Regions from separate parts of the Bos taurus genome. Here region 1 is linked to region 2. Evidence: chromatin contacts called from public Hi-C data. All regions are on one chromosome and are shown on one strand. Each heading gives the region's core, a stretch centred on a gene start, on an enhancer-like site or on the middle of the called end of the contact. The rest is flanking DNA. Distances are from core to core; before and after follow the strand shown.

Evidence for each region. Hi-C and Micro-C count contacts between places; a contact is called where the count stands out from the background.
Region 1: a Hi-C map of an unstated tissue shows a contact between it and region 2, with 3 times the contacts expected there. The contact joins two enhancer-like sites. A contact is called at or near these places in 2 of 11 Hi-C or Micro-C datasets (skeletal muscle and an unstated tissue).

Annotation. Positions count from the first base shown.
Region 1 is chr12:19,385,546-19,388,555 of ARS-UCD2.0, reverse strand. LOC112449041 (a long non-coding RNA gene) reads left to right here. Exons shown (of 4, transcript XR_003037498.2): 2 at 520-2,008. Among named protein-coding and RNA genes, the nearest start is that of SPRYD7, 29 kb to the left of the region's middle. Within about 2 kb of position 1,670, at least 48 of the 102 cell types and tissues checked have an H3K27ac peak or open chromatin away from gene starts, as enhancers often do. A contact at or near this core is called in skeletal muscle, where this site is marked.
Region 2 is chr12:19,205,803-19,208,819 of ARS-UCD2.0, reverse strand. EBPL (EBP like) reads left to right here. Exons shown (of 4, transcript NM_001205739.1): 3 at 2,914-3,017. Among named protein-coding and RNA genes, the nearest start is that of EBPL, 26 kb to the left of the region's middle. Within about 2 kb of position 1,744, at least 13 of the 102 cell types and tissues checked have an H3K27ac peak or open chromatin away from gene starts, as enhancers often do. A contact at or near this core is called in skeletal muscle, where this site is marked.

The DNA.
Region 1 (3,010 bases), core at 421-2,920, 180 kb before region 2:
TTCCCTCTGCCGTACTTTAGAATTTTCTCTGCTTCTTTGAAATTCTTAATTTTACTGTAAAATATCCTGGTGTGGAATTTTTTCATTATTTCTCCTCTATAACTCTTTCAATCTTTCATCATTTATAAGTTACAAAAAATTATCTCAATTTCTCCTCGAACACTTCTTCCTCTTCATTTTATTTTTCCTCTCTTTCTAGGACTCTTCTCAGTCACATGATAGTATTCAATACTTCTACTTCTATCTTCCAAATAACCTAGCTTTTAAAAAATATTTTATATCTCTTTGTAAAATAAAATTTAAAATATTTTATATCTCTTTCCTCCTTCCTTCTGAAAGATTTCCTTCACCTGGTCTTCCAAGTTGCTAATTTGTTCTGCAGCCCTATCCATTCTGTTATTCATCCACCTGATGTGTTCTTTTCAACTATTATTGATATATTTTTCACATCTAAGATTTCTTATGTTTGTTTTCTTGTTTTTGTTTATATTGCCATATATTCTTTTATCTTTTTTGAAGGACAGTTTTGCTGGATATGGCTTCCCCAGTAGCTCAGATGGTGAAGAATCTGCCTGCGATGCAAAAGACCCATGTTTGATCCCTGGGTCGGGAAGATCCTCTGGAGAATGAAATGAAAACCCACTCTAGTATTCTTGCCTGGAGAATTCCATGGACAGAGGAGCTTGGCGGGCTACAGGCCATGGGGATCCAAAGAGTCAGACATGATTGATAGACTAACACTACAACTACTACTAATCCAATATGACTGGTGTTTTTAAAAAAGAGGAAATTGGGGGACAGACATGCATACTGAATGAAGACAGTCATCTACAAGCCAAAGAGAAAGGCCTGGAAAAGATCCCTCCCTCAGGGCCCTCTCAGGAAGAACCAACTCCATCTTATTTCAGACTTCTGTCCTCCAGAATTGTGAGATGATACATTTCTGTTGTTTAAACCACCCAGTCTGGGGTTTTTTGTTATAGGAGTCTTAACAAATGGCCTCCCTGGTGGCTCAGTGGTAAAGAATCCACCTGCCAATGCAGGAGACACGTTCGATCCCTGGGAAGATCCCCTGGAGGAGGAAATGGCAACCCACTCCAGTATTCTTGTTTGGGGAATGCCATGGACAGAGAAGCCTGGTAGGCTACTGTCCATGGTTTCATAAACAGTTGGACATGACTGAGTGACTCAACAACAACAACAGATTAACACAAATCTCAACTTCGGCATGTTTCAACTGTGCAAATACCTTCTTTTAGGGTGCTTCAATTGCCTCACCCGAAAAACAGAGGATAAACCTTCCCTCGCAGGGCTGCTGAGAAGTTTAAACAAGATAAGGCTAAGTGAAGAGCACCCAGTTCCCACACTGGAACAGAGTAAATGCTCGGTAAATATTACTTGAGTCTTTCCTTCTTGAACAAACCAAGTATTTCTTTCAGTTTACCCGACTGTGGTCAGCTCAGCAGCCGGGGGATGCAGCCTGGTACCATCGAAAGAATCCGCTCGAAGCCCTTGGAAAACACAGAAAAAGGCTTTGACAGCTTTGGGCGGCCCCTCTTCACCCTGTGCCTTTGGCCAGGGGTGCCCCTAAGGTTTCTATTTCGCCCTGTGCAGGAAGAAACCTGTTCCGGAGGACGGCCTCTAGGGGGCGCGCTGTCTTCAGAGCTCGAGCCTGGACTGGCCCCTCGAGCGAGGCAAGGTGGCTCTGAGGCCTCGCGGAAGGCGCGTCCCCCTTCCTCCCCGCGCAGTTTGCTCTCAGTAACTCCGGGAACCGGAAACCCCCTCACTTTCCAGCCCTTCGATGAGCGCGCACTGATGCCCCGTGTGCTATATCCCTTACTCTGGACAAACCTGTCTTACAGCTAAGTTAATGCTCAGAGAGGTTAAGTAACTGGCCGAAAGTCACGCAGCCAGCGGACTAGAACCCATCTCTTCCCGACTCCAAAAGCAGCAAAACATCTTTGTGGCCCAAGAAGCGCCAAGTGTTCAGTTCTCCAAAGGGAGCCAGGTGAGTTGCAGACCTAATCATGGACCCACCAAAAGACCCCAGGGACAAGAGAACCAAAACAGCCTTTATTAACACTGTCCTTTTCTCCTTGGAGCTTGCTGTTGCTTCTGAAGCCCTGTGTCTCTGCCTCTCTCTCTACCTCTCCAGTGGTGATTTTTTTTTTTTTAAGCTGCCCTGACTCATTCTGAAAGTGAAGTCATTGGAGGTTAATTCCTTTTCCTTCTTTTCTCCTCAGATGGTTGATTTTCACAGCCACTCCAAACGAGTGTTCAGGACAGTGTAGGAGCAAATGTTTTAACTGTTTATTGCCTCCACTGAAGGAGTCAGGACACATTAAAAAACAGCAGTAGTGACTGCATGTAATTGATGGCTGATGTCTACACTGCTGGGCAACAGCAGGGTTTTTCCTCTGAGACATAGTCTCCCGTGCCAGAAAAAATAACCAGTGTAACATGATGTTCCTTGACACTGAATTTGTACTCCGAGTCTGTCCAGGTGATATTCTCCAGCTCCTTCGGGCAATTGTTCGTTCACCCACCCACCCATCCATCCTGCCAACAGTTGGGAGCCCAAAGCACGCACACCACGGAGCCCTGAACCTTGACTGTATCTGCCTACAGGACCATTGTGATCCAGCAGAGCAGCGCTCACGGGAGAACTGACACCAAGCCCATATTCAGAAAACACTCTTTAATGAAGGCCATGCTCATGCAAAAGATGTCAGTTCTTTCTGGACTTTTTGTTGTCTGGTCTTGTGTCAGTTCTTTTTTTAAGAGTATAGGAGTGGGACTTCCCCGGTGGTTCGGTGGTTAAGAATCGGCCTTGCAGTGCAGGGGACGGAGATTCAATCCCTGGTTGTGGAACTAAGATCCCACGTCCCATGTGCCTTGGGAGCAACTAAGCCCGTGCACCGTAACTAGAGAGTCTGTGGGCTGCAAAGAAAGATCTATCATGAAGCAAGGAAGATCCCGAGTGATCCAACTAAGACCCAATACAGTCAAA
Region 2 (3,017 bases), core at 495-2,994:
CCGGCCCCCACTTTCACATGCACGCACGCACGCACGCGCGTGCACACATATCCTGTCTCCTTCAACTTGCTGAATTACCTCTAGTTTCAGACACACCAAGCGCGCTCAGCCCCAGGCTTTTGCTCAAACTTTTCCCCTGAAACACCTCTCCCTCCCCTATTCAGGGCTCGCCTCCTATGATTTAAGACCTGAGATTTTTTGTTTGTTTCTCCATTAAATGCACTTTATTTCTGTAATTCAAATTATTTCTTAGCACAAGTTCCATAAGAGGCCGTTTGATTTAGGGAGTGAGAGCTGTGTTTCAGTTCATACACACTTCCGCAAGGTGGGGGCAACTGACGCACCACTCGAGGGTCTATGTGGGGCTCGTGTTAAGTGACCCCCTCCTCTAACTGGCCCTTGAGACTGGACCGGGAACCTTTTGGGACAGAAACGAATGGTGGGCTGGCCACTGATCTGTGGGGTGCTTATCCTCACTTCATCGCCTTGATTGCTGGCGGTTGGACGGCATCCTCGACTCGATGGACACGAGTGTGAGCAAACTCCGGGAGGTGGTGAAGGACAGGGAAGCCTGGCATCCTGCAGCCCGTAGGGTCACAAAGAGTCAAATGCAACTGAGCAACTGAACACCAACAGTGGGAGGTCTGGGAGTAAGAGAAGAGCCTGAGATTAAGATCCAGGGTTGCGTGTGCCTTGACTCCTGGTAAAATCCAGAGGCCCTCAAACACCCTCAGCACACAGCCCCTCCCCACCCTGCTTGCCCGTATAATGGAAGTCTAGACAAGCAGCCCCCAACCCCACACCCTTCCGGCTTGCAGACCAGCACGGCGCCTGTGTGTCCCTAAGGAGCCAGCTTCAGTGCCCTGCCAGCGCTCAGAACTACTCCAGCAGGCCAGCCACGTGGCCCGTGGGAGCAGGGCTCACCCACCCTTAGTGCACAGCCCGCCTCCCATGGCCCCCCCCCCACCCCATTCCCTCTGTGTCCTAGTACGGCCCCCCTGTGGCCCCCCGTGGCCCGTGTCCTCCTCTCCGAGCCTGCGAGTCTCACATCACCGAGGAGCCGCCGTCAGCCTCATCCGTCCAGTGTCGCCCGCCTGTTGTGTGCTGAGCCGCCCCATGAGCCCAGGGTGGACTCTCTCCCTCCCCTGTAGGGTGAGGAGGAGGTGATCCGAACCCCTCATCTCCTGGTCTGTGCAGTGCCTCCCTGGCCCCATTCTCTGCCCCCGTCACTTACTGCATGAGCCACCAGCAGGCAGACTTTGTGTTCTGTGCTAGGCATTCTTGAGGTCTAGCACAGAGGCGTCTATATGCTACTTCCTGGTGGTCCAGTGGCTAAGACGCCCCACTCCTGATGCCCCGGGTTCAATCCCTGGTCAGGGAACTAGATCCACATACTGCAATTAAGAGTTCCCGTGCTGCTCCTAAAGATCCCGAGTGCTGCAACAGAGACTGAAGATCCCTTGTGCCACAGCTAAGACCCAGCGCAGCCAAATAAATTTTTTTTTTTTTAATGAATGAATAGGGTTATTTTTGTGAATGTCTGAATACCCACTAATCTCTTCGCTCCTAAAGCACTGACCTTGCACTTGTGATATTTTCTTAGATTTTGGGTACGCTAGGAGCTGTATCCCACCTGTTGTATCTGTGTTTAAAGGGAAAACTTTTACTTTCACTGTTAGCTGTTTTCCGGTGAGGTCACGGCTGGCAGTCAGCTCAGGACAGGCTGGACGCCTCTGCCAGTTGCGTCTGCCTCTCAGACTCTCCACTCAGCGTGTCTCTCTGTGTTATCTCATTTAATAGCTCACTCTGTTTACTGGCCTGTCCTTTCCCTGAGGACAGCCTTTCATCAGAAACCTCTGTCCCCAGCCCCGGAGGGACCCTAACTCTAACCATTAAGAGACTGTTGTTTTGTGCTGTTCAGACCAATCAATCAGATCATGTAGCTAATTTGGGACCATTCATAGCTTTCCTAAGTTATGTGAGAACCGTAGTTGAAGCAAAGAGGTGGGGGCTTTGGGGTGTTTTTTTCCCCCACTGGTTATGTGAGATCTTAGGACCAGCATGTATTACTTTGGCAAACAGAAAAAGAAAGAGATAAAGACAGAGAAAAAGAGGAGGGAGAGGAGGAGGAAGGAAAGAAGAGAGAAGGAGGGAAGGAAATATGACTTCATGCAAGGCCCGCGGTCCAGGCCTTGCATGAAGACTCTCTGACCTCATGGTGCTTTCTAGAAGAAACCATCCTGATAATGGGGTCTGAAAAGATTTCTTAGTGCACACCTACCCCCGGGTCAGCACAACTGGGGCTTTTGTGGTGGCTGTTGTTAGTGAATACTGTGTCTGTAGCAGACTGAAATGCCCTCTTTGTCCATTTCAGATTCATTCTGTAGTCCAGGCTGTGTTGCTCCCCTCCCCTCCTTGCTGGCCCCTCAACACTCAATTCCTCTTCAGTTATTAATAAATGTGTTTTTATAAACATTTCCTGAACAGTAATTTTCCCACGTCTGACTAATACAAACTTTATATTGAAATTTTAAAGTTAGGAATTATAATGCATCTACCAAGATAATTATTAAAGATTACTTTGCAAAGTCTGACTGTGTCGAATTGGTTTAGAATTCTGCTGCTTATGATGGAAAAGGAGGAGGTGAAGAAGCCACACCTGTGAAAGCACTTTGGAAAATGCAAATCATTTTACAAATGTAACGTGATGTTGTTATCATCACTTGTGTCCGGTGGTAATGGGTTTTTGTCTCAGGACCCCTCTTTCCTTCCACTAAGGCATCATGAAGACTGTAGAGAGAATGGCAGTTCAGTTATTCTTTTTACCTCCTCCAAATGTGGTGGGGGGAGGTCATTTCCACCAACTGTCCTAAAAATAGTTGCCAGATGAGTAACAAAGTGTTTTGTTTTTAGGGAAAGAATATGGCAAAGCTGATGCAAGATGGCTTTATTTTGATCCAACCATCGTGTCTGTGGAAATTCTGACGGTCGTCCTGGGTGGATCTCTGGCCCTGGTC